Regions from separate parts of the Mus musculus genome. Here all the other regions are linked to region 1. A link is a contact called in public HiChIP or PLAC-seq and promoter capture Hi-C data. All regions are on one chromosome and are shown on one strand. The core of a region is the stretch at or near the end of the contact, and the rest is flanking DNA. Distances in the headings are between cores, read along the strand shown.

The links. Promoter capture Hi-C pulls out the DNA fragments that hold promoters and counts their contacts. HiChIP or PLAC-seq counts read pairs in DNA pulled down with a chosen protein or histone mark.
Region 2: a contact with region 1 is called in a promoter capture Hi-C map of hippocampal neurons, with 5 times the contacts expected there. The contact joins the enhancer-like site here to the promoter of Spock1 in region 1. A contact is called at or near these places in 8 of 39 promoter capture datasets (cranial neural crest, embryonic stem cells, frontonasal cranial neural crest and 4 more), 1 of 484 Hi-C or Micro-C datasets (embryonic stem cells) and 8 of 115 datasets of contacts at active chromatin or transcription factors (craniofacial prominence, embryonic basal ganglia, embryonic forebrain and 5 more).
Region 3: a contact with region 1 is called in an H3K27ac HiChIP or PLAC-seq map of embryonic stem cells, with 8 times the contacts expected there. The contact joins the enhancer-like site here to the promoter of Spock1 in region 1. A contact is called at or near these places in 4 of 39 promoter capture datasets (cranial neural crest, hippocampal neurons, liver and 1 more), 7 of 115 datasets of contacts at active chromatin or transcription factors (embryonic basal ganglia, embryonic forebrain, embryonic hindbrain and 3 more) and 1 of 9 other capture datasets (embryonic stem cells).

The regions. Positions count from the first base shown.
Region 1 is chr13:57,906,949-57,909,751 of GRCm38.p6, reverse strand. Spock1 (sparc/osteonectin, cwcv and kazal-like domains proteoglycan 1) reads left to right here and starts at 1,420. Exons shown (of 12, transcript NM_009262.3): 1 at 1,420-1,560; 2 at 2,165-2,350. The coding sequence starts at 2,165.
Region 2 is chr13:57,315,145-57,317,947 of GRCm38.p6, reverse strand. All of the region lies in intron 1 of Gm33294 (a long non-coding RNA gene), which reads right to left. Among named protein-coding and RNA genes, the nearest start is that of Gm33294, 22 kb to the right of the region's middle. Within about 2 kb of position 1,412, at least 23 of the 459 cell types and tissues checked have an H3K27ac peak or open chromatin away from gene starts, as enhancers often do.
Region 3 is chr13:57,361,325-57,364,127 of GRCm38.p6, reverse strand. The region is part of intron 1 of Gm33294 (a long non-coding RNA gene); the gene reads right to left. Among named protein-coding and RNA genes, the nearest start is that of Gm33294, 69 kb to the right of the region's middle. Within about 2 kb of position 1,392, at least 14 of the 459 cell types and tissues checked have an H3K27ac peak or open chromatin away from gene starts, as enhancers often do. A contact at or near this core is called in embryonic stem cells, where this site is marked.

The DNA of each region.
Region 1 (2,803 bases), core at 171-2,670:
GGCTCCTAAGGTACGTGTCCGCAGAACACTGAGCCCCAACTTGGCACATAAGTTTCTCTTGAAATGAGATGCATTCCTCTCACTATCCCAAGCCTCTCTCTCTCCAGCTATGACATCAGATACTCACTGTGTTCATCCCCGTGATAAGATACTCTCTGGGTGAGGTGTTTCCCCAACATGAAAAAAAAAGACTCCACTTCTCCTGTACTAAGGCCTCCCAGAATGCACAAGAACTGCAATTCACATGCTTAAACCATGCCATCTGCCCAATTATTACAGCACGACTCACAACCGGCCACATCATCGTGGTGGCATATTGAAAAGCAGGGCTCAGGATCCCTCTGATACTGACTGTTGGTGGTGTGTCATGACTGGTGCAGCTGCTGAGAGCAAGGCAGATCGCACTGTCAGAGAGTTCCAGCCCACGGGAAGGTCACGCTTGCCATAAGTGACCTTAAGCGCAGTGAGCTTGCAGCTGGAGAAACACTGAGTTCTCAGGGCAGTGTCACCGAGGTCCTGGCCTGAATCACAGGGACCACAAATCTCGGAACAAATGGAGATGAGGCAGCTGCAGAATGCATTCAGATATTCTGGTAGCTCAAGTCTGCCCAGGGGCAAAGTGATCCCAGGCCTGGAGGAGCCCTTGCCACTGGGGTCTGACCCCAAGGCTAGCCTGTGTAGAAAGTGGGGACAAGAAGGCAGGGGTGGGTGGGTGGGTGGGGGCAAACAGAGGCAGAAGGGTAAGAGGGCAAGGACCAGGTGTGCAGGGGACTAGGGTTTGGGTGTTTCTCAGGGAAGTGTCCTGAAGGGTTTTGAGTTTGGTGTGTGTGTGTGTGTGTGTGTGTTCAGGGCTATAGGCTATAGCTGTGCCAAGAAGTAGGCAGCGATGCACCTGTTAAGTCGCTCCCACCCCTATTAAACCAAACACGCTGAGTATTTGGAAAGAGAAGAGAGGGCTGGGTCAAGGCCAGCTTTCTCCTTCTGTCCGTGCTTGAAGCTGGAGGTCGGTTCCACAGGACTCTTAGGGGTGGCTCTGGTTGGAGATCAGACTTAGAGATGCTGGGTGTATGGCTTGAACCAGGGAGTAGAGAAGTTCACCTAAATATTGTCTGTGCACAAGACGCAACAGGGACTCATTTAAAGGGCCGACTCTTGGAGAGAGTCTCCTCTCTCCACCGTAGAGATTCTGAGACGGGTGTCCCAAGCACTTACTCGTTGAGAGTCCCTCAACACTGGCGACTTCTTGGCCTTCTAACATCATTTCCCTGAGCTTGAAATCTGTGTCAGCCCTGTAGAGCTGCGAATGAATCACGCTCCCGGATGGGACCGCTGAGCGCCAAGTAGCCGCCAGGGGGCGCCAGAGGCCTCGGCTAGGAGCTCAGGCTTCTCCGCCCGCGGACGCCGCGCCCGAGACGAGCCAGAGCGCTGCGGGCTCACAAAGCGGCCGGACGCGCGGCGGCGGCAGGTGCGCAAGGGAACGAGCCGGGCATCAGCCTTCCCAGCCACCGCGGTACAGGAACCCCAGCAACTCGGGCGCCGGGACTCGGGCGGGCTCCCAAGGTACGTGTCCGCAGAACACTGAGCCCCAACTTGGCATATTTGGCGTAGTTGGGACCTTCCTGAGGCCATCTCCCGGGCTGGCAGGGTCAGGGCCTGGGGGCATTTCTGCGTGTCCCTGTTGCGCAGAAGCCGCGGGCCGGGAGCAGAGAGACCTTTGCCTTAGCTGGGAACGGGAAGCCCGGCTTGAGGGCACCCCAAAGCCCCCGTCTGCCAGAGCCTGGGATGATGCTCAGAGCGCCGTTATCCCTATCCCTACACCAGAGCTGTGGGGCCCGTCTGTGGGAGTGCGGCTGGCACATTGAGCATCCGGGTTTTGGGGGAGATGTACTGGAGCCCCACAACGGAGAGCCGGTGAGAGGGTCTTCAGTAGTTTGACGGCGGCCCCGAGTCGGTGACCTAGGCTCTGCGTTTGTAGCTGTTTCCATGCATAAGGGCTCTCCAGGTGCAACCTCCGTCCCAGGTGTGAGAGGGACCACCCTGTCCCCGCGGTGAGCCCAGGCGCTGCAGCTTGTGCGCGCCCCTAGGCGCCCAGACACCCGGTGGGAGTGAGGGGCTTGAGGTAGCCCTGTTGTCACCGGCTCACGCCCGTGTGCCCTGCCCCCAGATGCCAGCGATCGCGGTGCTCGCGGCGGCCGCCGCGGCGTGGTGCTTCCTCCAAGTGGACAGCCGGCACCTGGACGCGCTGGCCGGTGGCGCGGCCCTCAACAACGCCAATTTCCTAGACAATGACCAGTGGCTGAGCACTGTCTCCCAGTATGACCGTGACAAGTACTGGAACCGCTTCCGAGATGTGAGTTCGGCTGGGGGTGGAAAATGGGGGGGGGGGGCTCAGAGACCAGTGTAGGGGTTGGGGGTGGTAGGTTCAAACCTCTCATGGAGGTCCACAGTGCATCCGTCTAGCCTGAGAGGAACTTTAAAGAGAACTTGGAAGGCTGGGTGCTCTTGCGTGTTACCTGTATTCCAGGTATGTGCACTTGTAGGATCGATGCAGCTGTCCTCACAGAAACAGGGCACAAACCTTAAGCAGCTTGGGGAGAGGGGCTCTCCAAGTGTCTGAGAGCTACTGATGGCAGACTGACTTTACCAAACCCTGGAAGGAAGGTCCTGGGAGCTGCAGGATCTGGCTATCTTTTGGGTGCATCAGGAAAAAAAAATCTCTAGTGATGTGTATAGCTCATTTATTAAGAAGCCATGAGGTCAGGCATGAGGGGAGGTCTTGGGGGCCTCCTGGCAATGAACTTGA
Region 2 (2,803 bases), core at 163-2,662, 590 kb after region 1:
GACAGTCCTGCTGTGCCTGTTGTCCACGGCTGGGACAGACATCTGTCTCTGTTGTCCACAGCTGGGACAGACATCTGTGTCTGTTGTCCATAGCTAGGACAGACATCTGTGTCTTGTCCCACAGTTGAGATAGACCTTGTCTAGTATCCTGTTTTCTCCAGCAGTGGAGGGTGTACATCCTGAGGCTTTCTAGAGATGTCATTTTCTAGAAGTGATCTTGCTGGGATTTGTCATGGTGAAGGGCATGTTGGGTAGGTGGGTGTTCACAAAAACTTCAGGAATTGGGTCAGTAAGTCACCTCTGGGACACAAGAAGCTGGGATTCCTCAGGTCTCTGTGATGAGACACTCAGTAGGCGTCTGAGTCCATCTAAAAAGCTCAGGGGAGATGTGAGAGGAAAGAGACAGGGCCTGTTTCCAGCTGAGCCCAGGGCCCAGGGCTGGGAAGGGGAACACTGCCTGGAGACAGGAAGAAAGGCTGCATGCTAACTAACCACCCACACTTCCTCTCTTCTCCTCCTCTCTGACCATGCCCTCTTCGGGATTCTTTTCTTTGGGGAGTTAGGATCTGTAATGTCATGGCTTTTGATGCCTGGGTCATGTGCCATGCCACCTCCATTGTGGGTGTAAATAGGCATTTACAGTTCCCTGTAGATCTTAGATACTTTCTTGAAGGTTTTGATTTGAAAAGACCTGGAAATCACTAAAGAAACAGAGTTAAATAGAATCTCCAACACTAAACAAGAAATGTTTGACACAGTGAGCCAAGCAAATACTGGTGTCTGAGGGCAGTGTTGGGTAAAGAAAAGCTCCTACATGGAAACAAGGGGGTGGTGAATAAGGAGGAGGAGGTGAAGGGGGACAGGAGAGGAGAATGGGAGAGAGAGGGGGGAGGGGAGAGGGAAGGAGGGAGAGAAGGAGGGGGAGAGAGAGAAGGAAGGAAGGGGGAAGAAAGAGGGAAGGAGGGAAGAAGGGAGAGCTGAATGGTGGGAGAGAAGGGAGGAGGGAGAGAGTGAGCAGAAGAGGGGATATAACAGAAATGAAAACCCTGGAAGTCTCTGACTGTGGTAGCCAAGGCCAACAGTGTACATAGCAGACATGCTGCCAGAGACAACTAGTTTTAGGGTCAAGGATACCTTGCTTTAAATCTAGGCTTCTCTGATGCCAGAAGTTTGCCGCGGGGGTGGGGTGTTTGTTTTTGTTCTTTTGTTTTGTTTTTGCCACACAGGCCTGCATCTTCTGTGGAAAGTGGGGATTAAAAAAAAAAAAACTGACTAGGAGGATTCAAATCAGGTGTGGGGGCAGAGTGTCCAGCACCTTCCAAGAGTAAACACCAAGGTCTGGGTGGGTCTGGCCATCTGTAGGAAGCCGTGTGCAGAGAGCAGGCGGGCTTCGGAAGTTCCCTGCGGTGGGGGCCTGCTTCCCTTCCCAGCTCCCAGCACTGGTCCAGAGCTCGGGCTTATAGCCGCAGCTGCTTCTACCTCCCACAGGACTGGTAGGCTTCCTCCTCTGCTTGTGAATCCTTGCCTCTCTTACCCGGAGACTGACAACAGGGGTCGCTGGGGCCTTTTGCTCCTGCCTCTTGGCCTACATGAATTCAAATAGAGAAGGCCTGGCTGGGCAGTGGGATCGGAAATGAGGCTGGGGACCCACACTCTAGCACACTGTGTTTCCTGCTGGGTCCCTCCATGCTCCTGGCTGTTGCAGTCCTTCCTGTCTGACAGTAGATTTTTGTGTCTACACAGCCTTCCTTCTCAAATACAAAGGGCTGCCAGACGGGATTTGAAATGACAAGCCGGGTGAGGCCAAGAGCATTGTCTGTCTGCTCAAGCTAATTTTGTACTTGTGGGCCAGAGCCTCAGGGGTAGACAAAGCACTGGCTTGAAGAGTGGCAGCCTTTCCCTTTTCCAAAATGACTTTCAACTCTTCAGCTAGTCCTCGGAGGGCCCGGGAGCATCTTTCTCTATAGATGCCATCAGTGAGCGCAGGACAACTGTCCCAGATTTACACTCAGTCTGAGCTGAGAAATGTGACTGCAGTAAGACTTTGGAGCACATGTAAGGCTGGCCCTCTGACATCCCGCAAGGCAGTCTCTTCCCAGCCCAAGAGCAATCACATAAAAGGTCATACGAGAAACTTCATGGAAGAAGAAACAAAGTACCTCTGAGTTTGACTCAAATGGCCAAGGGAACTGTTGTAGCGAAAAGAGTCTTGGAAAGATAAGAAGGCTGGGCAAGGAGATGGGGTGCAAATGGGGTGCATGGCCTGAGGTGCTCAGGGCATGAGAATTCCCATGTAGGCATACACCACACACTACACACACCACATACATGTATCACACACACACACACCACACACATACATTATACACACACAACACATCCACATATTACACACTCACAGTCATATCATAATACATACTACATACACATAGACTCATGCATATCACACCTCCCCACACACATACACATACCACACACACAGACACACACATACACATACCACACACACAGACACACACATACACATACCACATGCACACACACACACCACAGACATACCACACAATACACATGGCACACACACACACCACACATACCACACATACACACACCACACACATACACATGCCACACACACATACACACATACCACACATACCACACACCACAAACACACACACACACACCACATCATACACACACACACACATCACACACTACACCACACACCAAACACACACACATCACACACTATACCACACACCAAACACACACACACACCACACATACCATACATACCACA
Region 3 (2,803 bases), core at 143-2,642, 550 kb after region 1:
AGCCCCAGTTCAGGTCCTGAGGAAGATAAATATTCAGCCCTGGACCACCAGGCTCTGACCATCAACCCTAAAGTGAAACCAGTTCCGTTTATGCTGGCTTAGGCCTGTTTGGCAGACTTAAGTTCCTCACAGCCAATTCAAATCCCAGTTTCTACAAAGTCAGAGCTGAACCTGGTACCACTCCCTAGTTCACAGCACCAAATATATTTGAGACCTACTGATTGGTTTCAGGGATGGCAGGAGTAATCACAACATAGAAAACAGAGCAAACACATTCTAGACAATCAAACAGAAGTCTGGAAAACCTCTAGAGACAGAAGCACTTGGGCAATGTCCATTTTCTATTCTCTGGAAAAACTTAGGTCAACTGCTAAGTTGGTGAAAAAGTTCCAGGCTTCTCTTGTCTTATGGAAGGATACTGTTTTGGTCCCTGTCAAAATAAGGAAGTAAATAAATAAATATTTCCTCAAATTGGCTGTGACCAACCCTTTGCTGAAAGCTTCCTTTCCAGAAGCCCTTTGTTCTTGAGCAAGGTTAGCCTGGAACCCGGATCGGCTTATTCTCCAGGACTGAGCCTTGGCCAGCTTCCTATGTTGGATGTAGGGTCTTGGGTGAAGCATCACCGGAAAATCAGGGGAGGTCAGACTCATTTCCACAAGCAGATTGAGCCCAGATTATTTTAAAAGTCGGCTGTGAAGCCAATCAAAGTTGCTTTTAAATACGTAAATCCAATAAGCCAGTTGGCCTCAGGTCTAAACCTGTATCTTTTCGAGAATAACTCAAGCAGAAAATCAAAAGATTCCCCCAAACAGAAATGGAATTGAACAGTATCATCATTGAATTTGATGATACTCCAAGTTCTTGGAGGAGAGGGGCTTGTCTGGAGGTGGGGGTGGGGAGTGAGGGGTTGGGGAGAGCTGGTGTTGGGAGTCCTGTGGGTGGCAGAGGTTCTGTGAGCATGTTTCTGTTTGGAATGTAAAAACAAAACCTTGTTAGGAAGTGGCATGCAGGAGCTCTGGCTGCAGATAGTGATTTAGCCATCAAAGAAGAAGTTGACCTATATTTGTGTGTACGGACTGTTTGTGCAGTTTAATGGGGCCTCTGGAAATCACCTACGACCAAGGAAGACTGCAGAGTTGGGCTTTGCCTGTAATTCTTCCCAGGATGGGCTGTGTACCTGACAGTTATGATTTGTAACAAAAAGAATGCAATGTTTTGTTCTTAAAATTCGCTCCTCAGGTAGCGCAAAGGAAGCTTGTACCTTTCCAAACCTCCACAACAGTGCAGCCTTTGATCAAGGGAAAGTTTCACCGGTGCAGACGCCTAGGCTTGCAAGGGAAGCATTGTAATGCAAATGCCTCGTCCTCATAGAACCAGGAATCATTCAAAGAGCTAGCAAGGAGGAACAAATGGCTGCTCAAAGCCAATACACAGACCGGAAGCCCTGCAGTGTCAGGGTGGCTTGTCTCTGGGGTCAATTCAAAACAAACTCTCACCTCAGGGGGACAGATGGGAGTGGCCACAGCCAGAGAGCACAGTTATGGATCACCCCCAAATCCTTGTTCCAGTGTGGTAACAGAACTGGGGAGCTTTTCTAGTATCAGAACACACTAAGTCATAACGGAAAGGCTCCTTTCAATTATATTGGCGGATATGTCAAGTGGGGAGTCACAGCAAAGCAGAGGTGACTCTGCTGTAGGCCCCAGACGCTAGCTGAGGATGTTCGGAGCTTTTTGGTTAGTGGAAGCTAGCAGTCTTTTAAAACACTGCAAAAGGTTTCACCTGCTAGTCACAAGGTCAGATACTAATGAGCAAAGGATGATTCTTAAGGATGCTACAGATAGCTCAAGATAAACTGTAATTAGGCTCTGGACCTCGGATATCCCCTCTTCACAGCCACTGACTGATGTGCTAACCAGCTAATCAGCTTTGCAGAAGCATCAGTATGAGGTGCAGTAACACCTTTCCAGGAACATTTGTTCACACTGGGAACCTCAGAGACTCCTAGAAGCAGAAGTGGCATGCAGTAGTGGGCTTCAGCACCCTATTCGTGCTCCTCTGGTCCCCATTCTCCCATCCACCAGAACCCTAAGATGAGGTACAAAGTGCTTTGGGTTCCATGTGTGGAGCACTCACGATGCAATGAATGCCCACTGTCCCTGGATAGATCGGTTTTTATGGTCCCTTTCATTGTGTTAAGCGCCGCAGGTTTGGTGGGAGCAGAGAAAGGAGTGTCCTCCTGTGCAAGACCAACACAGTTCATCGTCCAAGTTGCTCATCTCCTAGCTAGAGTTTTCTGAGATGTAAACCTGGCTTGGAGGCTGCTGAGTTGAATGAATGAGGCTTCTAGGTCATTAGATAGCTTTTTAGCAGATCTGAAGACAGTTAAAGATGCACCCTCGCTTCGCCCTCAATGTATAAAGCCAGGAGCTCAAATTCGGAGTACTCACACTGAGACTGGAAACTCTCATCCTGGATGAAGTATGGCTATCCTGTGCTTGCCCGCTACTAGCCAAGGCTTTCCCAGAGAGAACAAGGACATGCCACACACTGATCCTCCCACAGGGATGGCTAACCAGCTAGAACTTACCTACCGTGGAGCTGTGGGAATATCCCAGGTCCAGAGCCTAACGACCCTTAGCTTGGGCTACCATCAGCTCCCCTAATAGTCATTCTTTGCCCATCTGTGTCCGACTAACAAGTAAAACGTGTTTTAAATGTTTTAAAGGGCCACTAGCTTTGCACCTGTTGAGAAACTAAGGATGTCTTCAGGTGGCGCCTGAGGCCAACAGCAGAGATTCCT